Regions from separate parts of the Capsicum annuum genome. Here region 1 is linked to region 2. The links are chromatin contacts, called in public Hi-C maps. All regions are on one chromosome and are shown on one strand. Each heading gives the region's core, a stretch centred on a gene start, on an enhancer-like site or on the middle of the called end of the contact. The rest is flanking DNA. Distances are from core to core; before and after follow the strand shown.

Evidence for each region. Hi-C and Micro-C count contacts between places; a contact is called where the count stands out from the background.
Region 1: a Hi-C map of leaf shows a contact between it and region 2, with 2.8 times the contacts expected there. The contact joins two enhancer-like sites. A contact is called at or near these places in 2 of 5 Hi-C or Micro-C datasets (leaf and placenta).

Annotation. Positions count from the first base shown.
Region 1 is chr4:178,551,200-178,558,513 of UCD10Xv1.1, reverse strand. It overlaps LOC107867686 (PH, RCC1 and FYVE domains-containing protein 1-like), which reads left to right. Exons shown (of 9, transcript XM_016714037.2): 6 at 191-2,299; 7 at 2,393-2,539; 8 at 2,765-3,300; 9 at 3,568-3,986. The coding sequence ends at 3,727. Among protein-coding and RNA genes, the nearest start is that of LOC107867686, 9.4 kb to the left of the region's middle. Within about 2 kb of position 3,888, at least 4 of the 5 cell types and tissues checked have an H3K27ac peak or open chromatin away from gene starts, as enhancers often do. A contact at or near this core is called in leaf, where this site is marked.
Region 2 is chr4:178,287,807-178,294,618 of UCD10Xv1.1, reverse strand. No RefSeq gene overlaps it. Among protein-coding and RNA genes, the nearest start is that of LOC107869618, 19 kb to the right of the region's middle. Within about 2 kb of position 4,173, at least 5 of the 5 cell types and tissues checked have an H3K27ac peak or open chromatin away from gene starts, as enhancers often do. A contact at or near this core is called in leaf, where this site is marked.

The DNA.
Region 1 (7,314 bases), core at 2,639-5,138, 260 kb before region 2:
GATCTCATCAGAGATTGGTCCTCACATTCTCTGCCCCCTCCCTTCACTACAGAAAAAAAAAGAGAAAAGATTTCAGTCTCTTTTAATCTTAAAATTGTTTTTTGTTTTAGTACTTCGTTTTGGGATGCAGTAGACATGCAAGTAATATCAAATTTCTAATGTCACTCCTCTAACTGAACAATTTTTGCAGGATAGTCGAGATTTGACATCAAATAGTCCAAGTTCTAGTTCTGTTAGTGCTACAAAAGAAATTAGCTCTCCAGACGCTTCCTTAAGTTCCAACCCTAATACTTCGCCTAAGAGCTATCAGCCTTGTAACTTTGTGCAGTCTGAAAGGTCACATGTAGCTTTGGATCAAGCAAATATGCAGAACATTCAAGCCAAAGGATCAGCTTCAGACGTGTTCCGAGTTAGTGTCTCCAGTGCCCCCAGTACTTCTAGTCATGGTTCTGCACCAGATGATTGTGATGCTTTGGGTGATGTTTATATTTGGGGTGAGGTAATATGTGATAATATTGTCAAGGTTGGACCTGAAAAAAATTCCAGTACGATGAGCACAAGGGCAGACGTGCTTGTTCCAAGACCACTGGAATCTAGTGTAGTTTTGGATGTTCATCATATAGCTTGTGGGGTCAAGCATGCTGCCCTTGTCACCAGGCAAGGTGAAATATTTACATGGGGTGAAGAATCTGGTGGCCGGCTTGGCCATGGTGTTGGGAAAGATGTCACTCAACCTCGGTTTGTTGAATCACTGTCCTTCTGCAGCATCGACTTTGTTGCATGTGGTGAGTTTCACACCTGTGCTGTTACAATGGCTGGTGAATTATATACTTGGGGGGATGGCACACACAATGCTGGGCTTCTAGGTAATGGCACTGACGTCAGCCACTGGATACCAAAGAGAATATCAGGCCCTCTGGAAGGACTTCAAGTTGCATCAGTAACATGTGGTCCATGGCATACTGCTTTAATAACATCAAATGGGCAGCTCTTCACATTTGGGGATGGAACATTTGGTGTTTTAGGCCATGGTGATAGGGAAAATGTATTGTTCCCCAGGGAGGTGAAGTCTCTGTCAGGTCTGAGGACGATTGCTGCTGCATGTGGGGTATGGCATACTGCTGCTGTAGTTGAAGTTATTGTGACACAATCTAGTGCTAGTGTTTCATCTGGAAAATTATTTACTTGGGGAGATGGAGATAAAAATCGTCTTGGACATGGTGATAAAGAACCTCGATTGGAACCTACTTGTGTACCTGCACTTATTGATTACAATTTTCACAAAATTTCTTGTGGGCATAGTTTAACTGTCTGCTTGACCACATCTGGTCATGTTTTTACAATGGGAAGTACTGTCTATGGACAACTTGGAAATCCTTATTCTGATGGCAAGTTGCCTTGCCTGGTAGAAGACAAACTTTCGGGGGAAATCGTTGAAGATATTGCTTCTGGTTCATACCATGTGGCTGTTTTGACATCCAAAAATGAGGTTTATACATGGGGTAAGGGAGCCAATGGGAGATTAGGTCATGGGGATGTAGAGGACCGGAAAGCCCCCACTTTAGTTGAAGCTTTGAAGGACAGACATGTGAAATATATTGCTTGTGGTTCTAATTACACTGCTGCGATATGTCTTCACAAATGGGTTTCTGGTGCTGAACAGTCCCAATGTTCAGCCTGTAGACAGGCTTTTGGCTTCACAAGGAAAAGACACAATTGCTACAACTGCGGCCTTGTGCATTGCCATTCATGTACTTCAAGAAAAGCAATAAGGGCAGCATTGGCCCCAAATCCAAACAAACCGTATCGTGTCTGTGATTCTTGTTTCACAAAACTGAGTAAGGTTGCTGAGATTGGAATCAATAACAGGAGAAGTGCCGGACCTCGGCTTTCTGGTGAGAACAAGGACAGGCTGGACAAGGCTGATATACGATCAGCGAAATCAGGAATGCCACCCAATCTTGATTTGATCAAGCAGCTAGATAGTAAAGCAGTCAAACAAGGAAAAAAAGCTGAGACATTTTCCTTGGGTCGTTCCTCGCAAGCTCCTTTGTTACAGCTGAAAGATGTAGTTTTGTCGACCACTGGTGATCTGCGCTGGGCAGTACCAAAACCCGTTGTGATCCAATCGGGTGTTAGTTCCAGATCTGTATCACCTTTCTCTAGGAAGCCAAGCCCACCACGCTCAGCAACACCAGTGCCTACCACAGCAGGACTTTCATTCTCCAAAAGCATTGCTGACAGTTTGAAGAAAACCAATGAGCTTTTAAATCAGGAAGTTCATAAATTGCGGGCTCAGGTATTAAAGTTTTCCCATTTGTGCTTTACATTTTGCTCAAGTTATATACTATTTCCTAGTTCCTTGTAACTGATGTGATTTATGTTGACTTAGGTCGAGAACCTGAGACATCGTTGTGAGCTTCAGGAGTTGGAGCTGCAGAAATCAACAAAAAAAGCCCAGGAAGCAATGGCTTTGGCAGCCGAGGAATCTGCCAAAAGCAAAGCTGCAAAAGAAGCTATGAAGTCTCTGATGGCACAGGTATGCTCATACACACGAACACATTCACAACAGACATACTCTCCCTCTCTCTCTATATATGTGTGGGTATATATTATTGTTTGCAAAGCTTTGTCAAATTGAAATACAATGTTGGTCAAATTTATTTAGGTGGTCTATTGCTTACTGACTAGAAATATCTTTTTGGACCTTGTTGTTTTGCTGAATATGAAGGTGTGTTGCCCTATAATTTGCTCTTTTTTACAGCTCAAAGACATGGCTGAAAGGTTGCCACCTGGGGCTTATGACATGGAGAGCCTGAAACTAGCTTACCTACCGAATGGGTTGGATGCAAATGGCATTCACTATCCTGATGCTAATGGGGAACGCCATTCGAGATCTGATTCTGTCACTAGCTCTTACATGGCCTCTCAAACCAGCATGGACTTTAATACATATGGAATGCAAAGCCCCAGCAGATACCAAAGGGATTCCAGTAGCATTGAAGCTAGTGCAAACAATCAAATTCTGACCTCCAATTGTACAGATGATCGAGCTGAAGTTAGACTGCCTAATGGTAGCGGGGCACAGGTGAGCATGAATAGTGCGTCTCAAGCCATCGATAATGAAGACGCTGAATCTTTACAAGACAATGGAAACGGATTGAAATCAAGAAATTCTCTGCCTTCTGGTAACCCTAATCAAATTGAGGCTGAATGGATTGAACAATACGAGCCTGGAGTGTATATTACCCTAATGGCTCTTCGAGATGGCACTAGAGATCTCAAACGAGTTCGCTTCAGGTAATTGTCTTGATCACTTGGCTCGAGTGATTTTTCTCAACTTACTAATGATCTACCACAGTATCATGGTCCATACACAACAAAATCTTCTATATCAGGAACAACACCAGTGGAGAATAATCAATCCACCTTTATAATATTCAAATTTTTTATCTTGGTAAATTGGCTAGTGTTACCTATTTTTGATTAATCTGTTTTGTGCTTTAGATAACATTGCTTCCAATGATTCTGACATAATAGTTGGTTCTGTTGTAATTCAATCCGCAGTCGCAGAAGATTCGGGGAGCACCAAGCTGAGACTTGGTGGTCGGAGAACCGTGAAAAAGTTTACGAGAGATATAATGTTCGTGGTTCTGACAAGTCGTCAGTTACAGGCCATGCTGCTCGGAGGTCTGAAGGGGCCCTCTCTCCATCTTCCCAGATTTAGAATTTCATTAATAGGACTGTTTTAGCTGTTTTTCTCTACGTTTTTAATACTTGTGCGGTATGCTAGTCAAATTATTGGGGGTGGGGGGGAGAGAGCCAGACCCTTCACTTCCGTTCTCACCCTATTCCACAAATTCCTCAGCCACTTTTTATGTTACTTTTTGGTTCAGTCTTATTTCTTAGGGGGTTCACCATTTAACTTATTTGTTGCTGTATTGTAGTGTATATAATAGTATCAATCAATTATATTTGTTGCCCAACAGGACCCGCATTCTTGTCCCTTTATTTTTGTTTCTGTTTCTCACTTAAGCCTAAACTGATTCTAGTAGCATAGCCAAATGATGTGGTGTAACGGATAGGTTGTTCGTCGCTATGTAGTCGGGCTAAAGATGAAGAAATGAAGAAATCCTAATAATATACAAAGCTAAAGAGCCAGCTGATGAAAATGAATTTTGGCATGATGATTTCCTTCATCTTTTCGAATGAGTTGTGGAAACATAAGAGAGGAAATTTCTCGTTGAGAAGTATCATTGGTTTCTTGACAAATCATCCCCGTTTATAGTTTTTGGCTAGCGACATTCTTTCTTAGCAAATTGTCTCGTATTTAACGTTTGATGATTAGCAAGTTAATTTTTTTTTTAAGCTTCAACATGAGTTTGGAGCTACGAACGTGGTCGAAATTTTGATGTGCTGCAGCCAGTGGATTTAGGCATTTAAAGTTTACTCATTTATGTTCTTAAAAGGAAAAAAATACATAAATTAGCATGAGTATTAAATTATAAAAAATAGCAATACTTTAATCAAATTACATTTTGTAGCATATGTATTTGTATTTTTGTAGCAGCAGTTTGCAAAAATACAAAATACATATAGATCATAAGAGCAGTAAAAATCATATGTATTTGTATTTTTGTAGCAACAGTTTGTAAAAATACAAAATACAACTTGCTATATTATGTAATTATGAAACTGTTGCTATGAAACTCATAATTAAGGGGATAAGTATGCTATTTCTGAATTTTTAAAGGAAGTGAGATAAATTTATCACTTTCGGCCTTAATTCCTTATTTTCTTGGCTTCGTGGTCTAAATTATAATTAATTGAAAATTAGATAAACAAAGAGAAAAGATCAGCCCTTCAGTAAAAGAACAGAAAAAGAGCAGTCAAAATATTCTTTAGGAGATATGGCTTTAGGAAATTTTTTACCAAAAATTACATATATACACAAGGTAATTTTACTTTATTAAATAAAATCTTATATTGGGAATTTTTTTTTACAAAAATCTCAAAGTAATTACTTAAATTGTGTTCTTTTGCTCTTTTGCCCTTATACATCCCAAATACGTGGTCTTTTGCTCTATATTGTGTTCGATATTTTCTCCATTATTGAACTCCATATTTCACGCCTAAATTTAGAAATACCGTATTTTGCTTCATTATTGTTTTTCGTTTTTTGCTCCTTATCTCAACTCCTTTATTTACGCCTTGAATCAAGCTTACGTGATCAAGAGAGTTTCAAATTTTTTCAGTTATCAACCATTAACTAAACAAAGTTCACCCTCTTCATTTAATTTTAAGTTTTTTTTCAACTTTACCAAATCAAATTTGAATTCGAATTATTCTTTGTTGCATGTCGGTACTTATCAAAGTATCCGCTTTTGTTAGTCAATACCATTGTGAAAGTTGATTTTTTTTTTTGTATTTTTTCATAATTTGCAAAGTCAGATCTTTGCTTTATTTGCTTTTTTTTTTTTTGAAATTGGTTATACCGTAAAGTATAAATTTTGTAATGGAATTTGATCCTAGCTTTAGTTTAGGACTTAGGCAGTTAGATCCTCAAGAACAAACTATTTCCGTTGATGATTTCGTTCTTGGTTCTTTTGATTATGAAGAACCCAATTTCGCAGAGAACCGTTCGAAGCACCGAAACGACTCAGTAACAATGAAGAAATTGAGGGAAGTTTTCGGTTCAAGTTCAAACGAGAAAGCTCCAAAATCGTCAAGTAAGAAAAAGGTTGATGATTCTGGACAACCATGTCTGCCGAAGGTATAGTTATCATTAAAATATGTATTAGCAACACTATTCTATATATAAGATTTCATTATACAGTTGTTAAAATTATATAGTGAATTATATAAGGTGTTTGTATACATGTTAAACAGTATTAGATTATATTTATTACTTGTATAAGGTTTACACATACATGTGAAACTGTTGTATGAGATTGTCTTTTATTTGTTTTGGCAGTATGCTTTTATGTATAAGATTTCATTATACACGTATTAACATTATATTATTAATTGTATAAGGTTTACACATACATGTGAAACTGTTGTATCAGGTTGCATTTTTTTGTTTTGACTTTCTGCTTCTATGAATTAGATTTCATAATACATTGGTTCAAATATCTGATTTGTATAAGGTTCATGTATGAAGGTTCACACATACATGTGAAACTGTCATATCAGGTTGCACTTTTTTTTTTTTACTTTATACTTCTATGTATAAGAATTCATTATACATTTGTTCAGATTATGTTCTGATTTGTATAAGGTGTACACATACATGTGTAACTATATAAGATTATATTAAGACAAGCTTGGTCAGCGTACTCAACTTCTCAATCAACACCCATTTGATGTTGACTATGTGCAAAACATACCTCAGCAAATATCTGCTACTCTGTAAGTGCTCTTATTTTTTTTAACTTTATAAGATGTATAAACATGTAATAATATTTTTAATGTCTTGTTAAATAATAGTATTATTTTATTATCAGGGACTGTGACGTTTTTGTTGCTGCTTATGCAGAAATATTAAGTGAAGGACTGGAAGCGTCTTCAATTGGGTTTGACGTACAAGACCAACGTGTACGCTACGAATCTTTACTCTGAAATTACAGGGTCAGAAAGGTAATTGAAGGATACACAAGTGATAATGACGATCCTCCACGTCCAAGGAATAATTATGTTCCGACAATTGATGAAATTGCCATAGTAACTTTAGAGTAGCACAGTTCTTAAACATTCATCGTGAAAATATTTATATTATTCTTTTATGTATTGGGGGTTAAACAATTACAACAATCTTGAGTCTCTGATGTTGGTGATGATTTTACTTGTTGCTCTATTGATGTATTTTTAGCAGCGTCATTTAATAGGTTCATGTTTCTTTTTAATTCAGTTTTTTGCAATGATATTTTCTATAGTATTTCTCATACCTTTCAATATATTGCTATGGTATTTCTCATAAACTATATTATTTAATTCAGGTTCATGAACTTAAAATTATATTGCTATGGTATTTCTCATACCTTTTATTATAAAAAATGAATTACACTAACTAATGTATAAAAGATTATATAATAACATTACACATTACTTCTGTTGATATACAGTGAATTACATGTTTAAAGAACCCTCATTCTTAAATGTTAATACTATTATGATTGAAAAAAGCAGTATACTTAAACAACTATATATGAAACATCTTATACATTTAGTAATAATACCATACATTATCTATACCATTATAGAATTAAATACATGTATAATGCATCCTCATACATTGCAATTATACTGCTACGT
Region 2 (6,812 bases), core at 2,924-5,423:
CTAAAGTTATAAGTTTCCGTTGAGTATTAGTGTAAACTTACAAAAATACCCTTGATCGTTCCTTACCCGTCTTTTTATATAATATAAAATATCTGTGAACTCTTGTACTAACTTTTATCTTTTATACTCAACCGTGTATGCATATCAACACTTCTCTTTTTCCTTAGCAAAGCACAACCTTCTATGACGACTATAAGCTCTAGAGAATGGGCAAAAAATACATTAATTGAGGTGTAGAATGAACTTACATTTATGGAGGAATCGTCAATCAGCTTACCAACTAAAAGATGATTTGTTGAGAATTATAAAATCTAACTATCCCAATTCAGAGTCGTTCAATACTCTTTCACACTTGAATTTGAATAATCTCAAAGATTTTTTATTTTTTTTTTAAATTTTATTTATATTGAAAAAAATATTTGAAAAGTTTGTTAATTATTTGTTATTTTCTTAACAGTTCTTATGGACTTGTATTCGATGCTATCCGAACAAAATGTATTACCTGTGAAGGTATATTTTATCATGAAAGTTATGATATGACTATGTTGCATGTCTATAAATGTCTTAACAAAGGACGCCCAAGTTTATTTTATCGCGATGACATATATTATTATATAACGTTGTCTCCTTAAAAAATTTTCACCAATAAAAAATTCCTACATCCTAACATGGAATAGGTATTTTGAGTAATTTTGAATTATAATTCTTTTTGAATTAGAAAAAGTAATAACTATTTTTTATATATAAATCCATGAAACATACTTGCGACGCTACTATTTTGGGGGCCATTAACCATGTGAAAAAACAAATATAAGAGCATATAGTCATAGACTATTTATTGAAAAGAACACCAGAAGTATAAGGTATTGCAGGTGATAAAGAATGACATAACAAAAATTTATAATTATTTTTTCATAAATAGACCCGATATGAGTGATGAAAAATATTCTTTACTAAAATCCTAGTTTCTGTTCGTGGTCTTCAAGTTCCTAATCTTGACACTATGTGTTTTTCTTAAGAGAGGATATAATTTACGTAAAGGATAAAAAGGATGAAAATGTTGAAATTCAGCAAATATCAATTGAGGATGCTATTGCACAATTTGAAGAGAAAATCAAATCGAACAATGGCATGGCTTTCATGGTGTAAACTGTGTACAGAAAGAGGAGGAAGAAGAAACATCCATGATCTTTATTTTTAGGGTAGTTCAAGAGTAAGGCTAGTAAAACATTTGCTTTATGCTCCTAAAATTTTGAGGCCTCAAGGAGTTTAGAGAAAAGGTATGACCTTTTCCAAAAAAAAAAAAAAGACTCAAATTTGGTCCGTTGAACAAATTAGAGCACTTGGCCCGTTTAAATTTCATTTATTGGTCATTTTTTGATTTGGCCCAATTCGAACCCTTTATTCATTTTTTTAAAAATTATTTTTCGCTACTTTTATGGGGCAAAAAACTTTTATTTTTTTAAAAAATAATTAAATACAATTGTATAAAAAAACTCTTTTTTCGTTGATGAGCTTAAATAAGCCTTTTTGACTTATTAAACTCTTTTTTCATGAAACAATACTCTATTCCAAGTACAATAATAGTAAATAACCTGAGGAAAAATTAATCAGAAGAAAAAGATCATCAGTGACAACCTATTAACCTTCTCAACTCTAATACCACAATCATGTTACCTTATCAATAACAACACAACCACTTGAACTAAAAAGTAAAACAAATTTCTTATATTACATCATTTTACCATACAAAATGTAATTCTAATATTGCTATATGTCATCGATAAGTATTATTGCCTTGGAATAAAATATTATAAAAATTTCACATATACAAAGGGACGTACAACTTTACATCGGTGAAGGAAGCCATAACTTATTCGATAATAGAAAAAGAAAAACAATAAAATTTCTCACCAAATTGTTAAGTTGTTTCAAACATATCACCGAACGTCCTGGATTGACCAGTCTTCATAGCTTCAAATTACATCATAACAATATCAAAGGATAAAAATAAGAAAAAATATCAAAAAAGAAATAGTTATCAAAATGGAAATCGTCAACAAATTATAAATAAGATGAATGAACACCATAAAAATATATTTACAAATATAGTATGGTATCAACAACTAAAAAATATAAATAAGCAAATACTGAATCTTCCAACATCAAGCTTAACATTATAAATGTATAAATAACATAAATACCAACCTTTTTGGAAGTAATTACACTCTCTTCCGCTTTTTTAATTACTTTACTCTCTCCCTATTAATATACATAACATAGCCGACATATACATAACATTCGGTGTATATGTTAGAATTTTTGTAATATGTTTAGGGAGTTGAAATTTTTTGTAATATTGAAAACATAAGTTGTGTATTTGTATAAGTTTTAGTTATAAAATTTTGCACAAATCATTTGATTTGCAATAATGAATTAGTACCAAAGGTCAAAAAGACATCAAAGATTAGTAATTCAAAATAATAGTATATGATTATTACATGTACCAGGGATCTATTTCCAACCATGCATGTTTGGATAAAAAATAATTGCTAAAACAAAAAAAATTAGACAAACACCCAAGGGAATTCAGAAACGACCGAAAAATTCCTTCAAGGAGAAAAAGAACAAAAAGTAAAATTACCAGATTAGTGAATGAAGCTAAAAAATTACCAAAGAAACTTATTTACCCTTTTTCTTGAAATAATGTGCGCGGGCCCATATACTAGTTTTATATATATAAAAATAAAAAGTAAAAAAAAAAATACATTACATGGAATAAAAAGAAAAAACAGAAAAAAAGCCAACACATTTAATCCTCATTGTTTGACTACTGACAAAATCTATCTAATCTCTGTTTTTCTTTCTTCCTCCATCATCTAACCTATCTCTAATCGAAGCACCCAAAAATGGATTCTGTTGTTTTCTATTCTTACTTTTCAATTATGGAAACTGTAGGTAGTTATGAAATTCGTTATGGTTCAATTATTATAATCAAACAAACTAAATATAAACGAAAACACAAAGAAGAAAGAACTCATCAGAAAGCAGAGAAAGAGGAATGACGTAGGGAGAAATGAAAAATGAGACGGATGAAGCTGAAAATGTACACATTTCTCGGAAAAAATAAAAAGTACAGACTACGTATATCTCTGATCAGCACACACATACAGATTTTTTGATAGAAAAAACAGCCTCAATTTAGGTTATATTAACAAAAATGCCCTTTGTCGTCTCAATGAACCTTCACTTATTATATAGTGTAAGTAAATGTAAAAATAGAAATTACAAACCCTAATTCATTTGGGGACTCTGCCTATAGCATCGTTATTCAAACACTAAATTCAATTCCACTATCTACAACATCGTGACTCAGAGATTCAAAGACATAAATGTTCAAATCAGAGATTTCAAGAGACAAACGTTCAAAGCAAAGTAAAGCACAATCTCCAATGATGATTATGGATGCTATAGAATTTACAAAAGAAAAATAATTGAGGTGCACAATGAACTTACACTTATGGAGGAATTGTCTTTACCTTAATCAGTTTACCAATTAAAAAAAGATTTGTTGGAAATGATGAAATATAACTATCCCAATTCAAAGTCGTTCTACACTTTTTCACTCCCCAATTGGATTATCTTAAAGATTTTTGATATGTTCCTTTGTTTTTTAATTCTATTTACATTGAAAAAAATTATTTGAAAAAGATTGTTAATTAATTCTTATTTTTTTAACAGTTCTCATGCAATTGTATTCAGTGCTATTCGAACAAAATGTATTACCTGTAATGATATAATTTATCATGAAAGTAATGATACGACTACATTGCATGTCTATAAATATCTTAACAAAGGGTGTTCGAGTTTATACTGTCGCGATGACATATATTATGATATAGATCTGTTTCCTAGAGAAATCTTCACCAATTAAAAAAATCCAACATTCTAATCTGAAACATATACTTTGAGTAATTTTAAATTATAATTCTTTTTGAATTAGAAGAGTACTAACTATTTTCTATTTTTTTCTTTAGAGGTAATAAAAAAAAATTTAATACCCGACCACTTGTGGTCTTTTTTTTAAAAATTCTGTAATACCCGACCCAATCCAATCATAATCCGACCTAGCCCATCTTAATTATCCTTTTTTTCTTCTTAATTATCTTAGAAGCCCATACAACTCTCACCTCACTCTCAAACACCTCTCACCGATGGAAACAACACCGATGAAATAGATCCAGAGAATCCAATATTTTAACATAAATTTCCAATCCCTGCAAATTCTGTGAAAGCATTTTAGTGCAAATTTTCGGTCCCTGCAAATCCAGTTCGACGCTAAGTTTGTAATATAAATTTTCCCTTCGTATACTTTTTTATCTGTTAAAACCCCCCAACATTTTCCCCTTTAACGCTATTATTTGTAGTAAGTGAAGAAGAAAAGTTCACTAATGCATTCTTAGTATTCAACAAGTTAAGATTTGGTGCATTTTGCCTAATGGATTGACTTTTTCATTTATGCTTAAAGTTTGTTGTTGTTCATACTCTTGTTGTGAAATTGGGATTTAGCAAGGAGATTGAAAGAGTTATGGTGTGCGCAACGTAAAGTGTTTGATGAAATGCCTGAGAAGGATGTTGTTTGTTGGACTTGTTTGATTTCTGAGTGTGCAAAGTTTGGTTTGTCTGTGGAAGGTTTGTGTTTATTTTTGTGATGGTGAAGAAGAAGTTGATTCCTAAAAATGATACTATGATTAGTGTTTTACGATAGCATCAGATTTATGCCAATTGATTAGGTAGAAACACTAGGAAATTTGAAGAAGCTTCCTGGTTTGAATTTATTTTATTGGTCTTTGAAAGATAACAATGAATTTATGCATCATTTGGGACATAAATAGACGTTGTTGCTTTGAGGCGAGTTTTCTATATTTTGGTCAACTTTTATAATGTTGATGTAGTGTTAAGTGGCTAGAGCTCCCATCCCATACACAATTTGATTAATGCCAAATTTTGCAGTTGTCTTTAATAGAATTACTATTAATTTGAATTTTAAGTCAACTTCAATTACTAAGTTTTATAACAATTAATTTGAAAAATTAAGATATGCTTTGTTAGCAAATGATTTTGTGTTGCTTTTTAACAGAATTCGAATTAGGGAAAAAGGATTGCTTTGCTATTTTCGATGATCATTTGTCTCTTTCTCTTCAATTTTGGTCAAGCAAAGATAAGTTGATTTCTCTCTATTTTCTTATAGTAAAGTCTTTAAATGTAGTGTTAAGGTGAGATTATTTTATGTAGAAGGTTTTGAAAGTCATAGGTTTTGCGATGGATATGCGACGCCTCTACTTATTTGCTTTATTAAATTTGTTGAATTGTTTGATTTGAAAGCCATAGGTTTTGTGATGGACATGTGAATTAGTGACTTGAAAGTGAAAATTTTTATCAATAAAAAATTCCAAACATCCTAACATGGAACAAATATTTTGAGTAATTTTAATTATTATTCTTTTTGAATTAGAAGAGTACTAACTATTTTTTATTTTTCTCTTTACAGGTAATGAAAAACTTTAAAGATAGGTCCATGAAAACATACTTACGACGCTACTATTTTGGAGGTCATTAATCGTGTGAAAAAATAAATAAAAGAGCATATAGTTACAGACTGTTTAGTAATAGAACATCAGAAGTATAAGATATTGAAGGAGAAAAAAATAGCATAACAAAAGCTATAATTATTTTGTCATAAATCGACCTGATATGAGCAATGGAAAATGTTTCTTTACTCATATTCTAGTTTCTCTTCGTGATCCTGAAGTTACTAGTCTTGATTCTATGTGTTTTCTTAAGAGAGAGGATGTAATTTATGTAAAGGATAAAAAGTAGCTTATATTGATTTTCATGGTGTAAACAACGTGCATAAGGAGAAGGATGAAGAGACATCCATGATCTTTGTTTCCATAGTGGCTCAAGGGTAAGGATAGTAAAACGTTTGCTTTAAGCCTTTAATTTTGATGCCTAACAATTTTTTAGAGAAAGGATACTATATTACCCTTTTCAAAACAAATGACTCATTTGAGTTTTTGGACAAATTAGAACACTTGACCCATTTAAATTTTACTTATTGATCATTTTTTATATGACCCAATTCGGGCCTTTATTCAGTTTTTTTTAAAAAAATTATTTTTTGCTACTTTTTGGGACAAAAAATATCTGTTTTTTCTAAAAATAATTAAATACTATTGTATATAAATTGTTTAATTGTTCTATAACATGCATATCTACATAAAATATAGAAATAGTATAGAATGTGTATAGAAACTATATAGTCATTGTATAAAATATATCTAAATAATAAATGTAGCTAAAGGTTGTATAAAATTGTATAATTATTTTATAGAATATGTATTTGAATAATTACTGTAGATAAATGTTGTATAAAATATATATAAAAAGTGTATAATTATTGTATATAATATATATGTGTATAAAAAGTGTATAATTATTATATAAAATATGTATCTAAATAATTATGGCTACAGGTGTGTAAAATGTGCTACAAATTGTATAATTATTGTATAGAATATGTATTTCATATATAATATATAGAAATTGTATTGTATAGAATATGTATTGGTATAAGATGTGTATAAAAATTATATCATTGTTGTATAAAATAAGTATATGTATTATTATTTTATAAAATATGTATGTATATTCATTTATACATTCTTTTTTAATTGTATTTAAGAAATAAAAAAATTATACAATTTATATAATTGTTGATTGTATTTTTTTGGTAGAATTAATAAAAAATA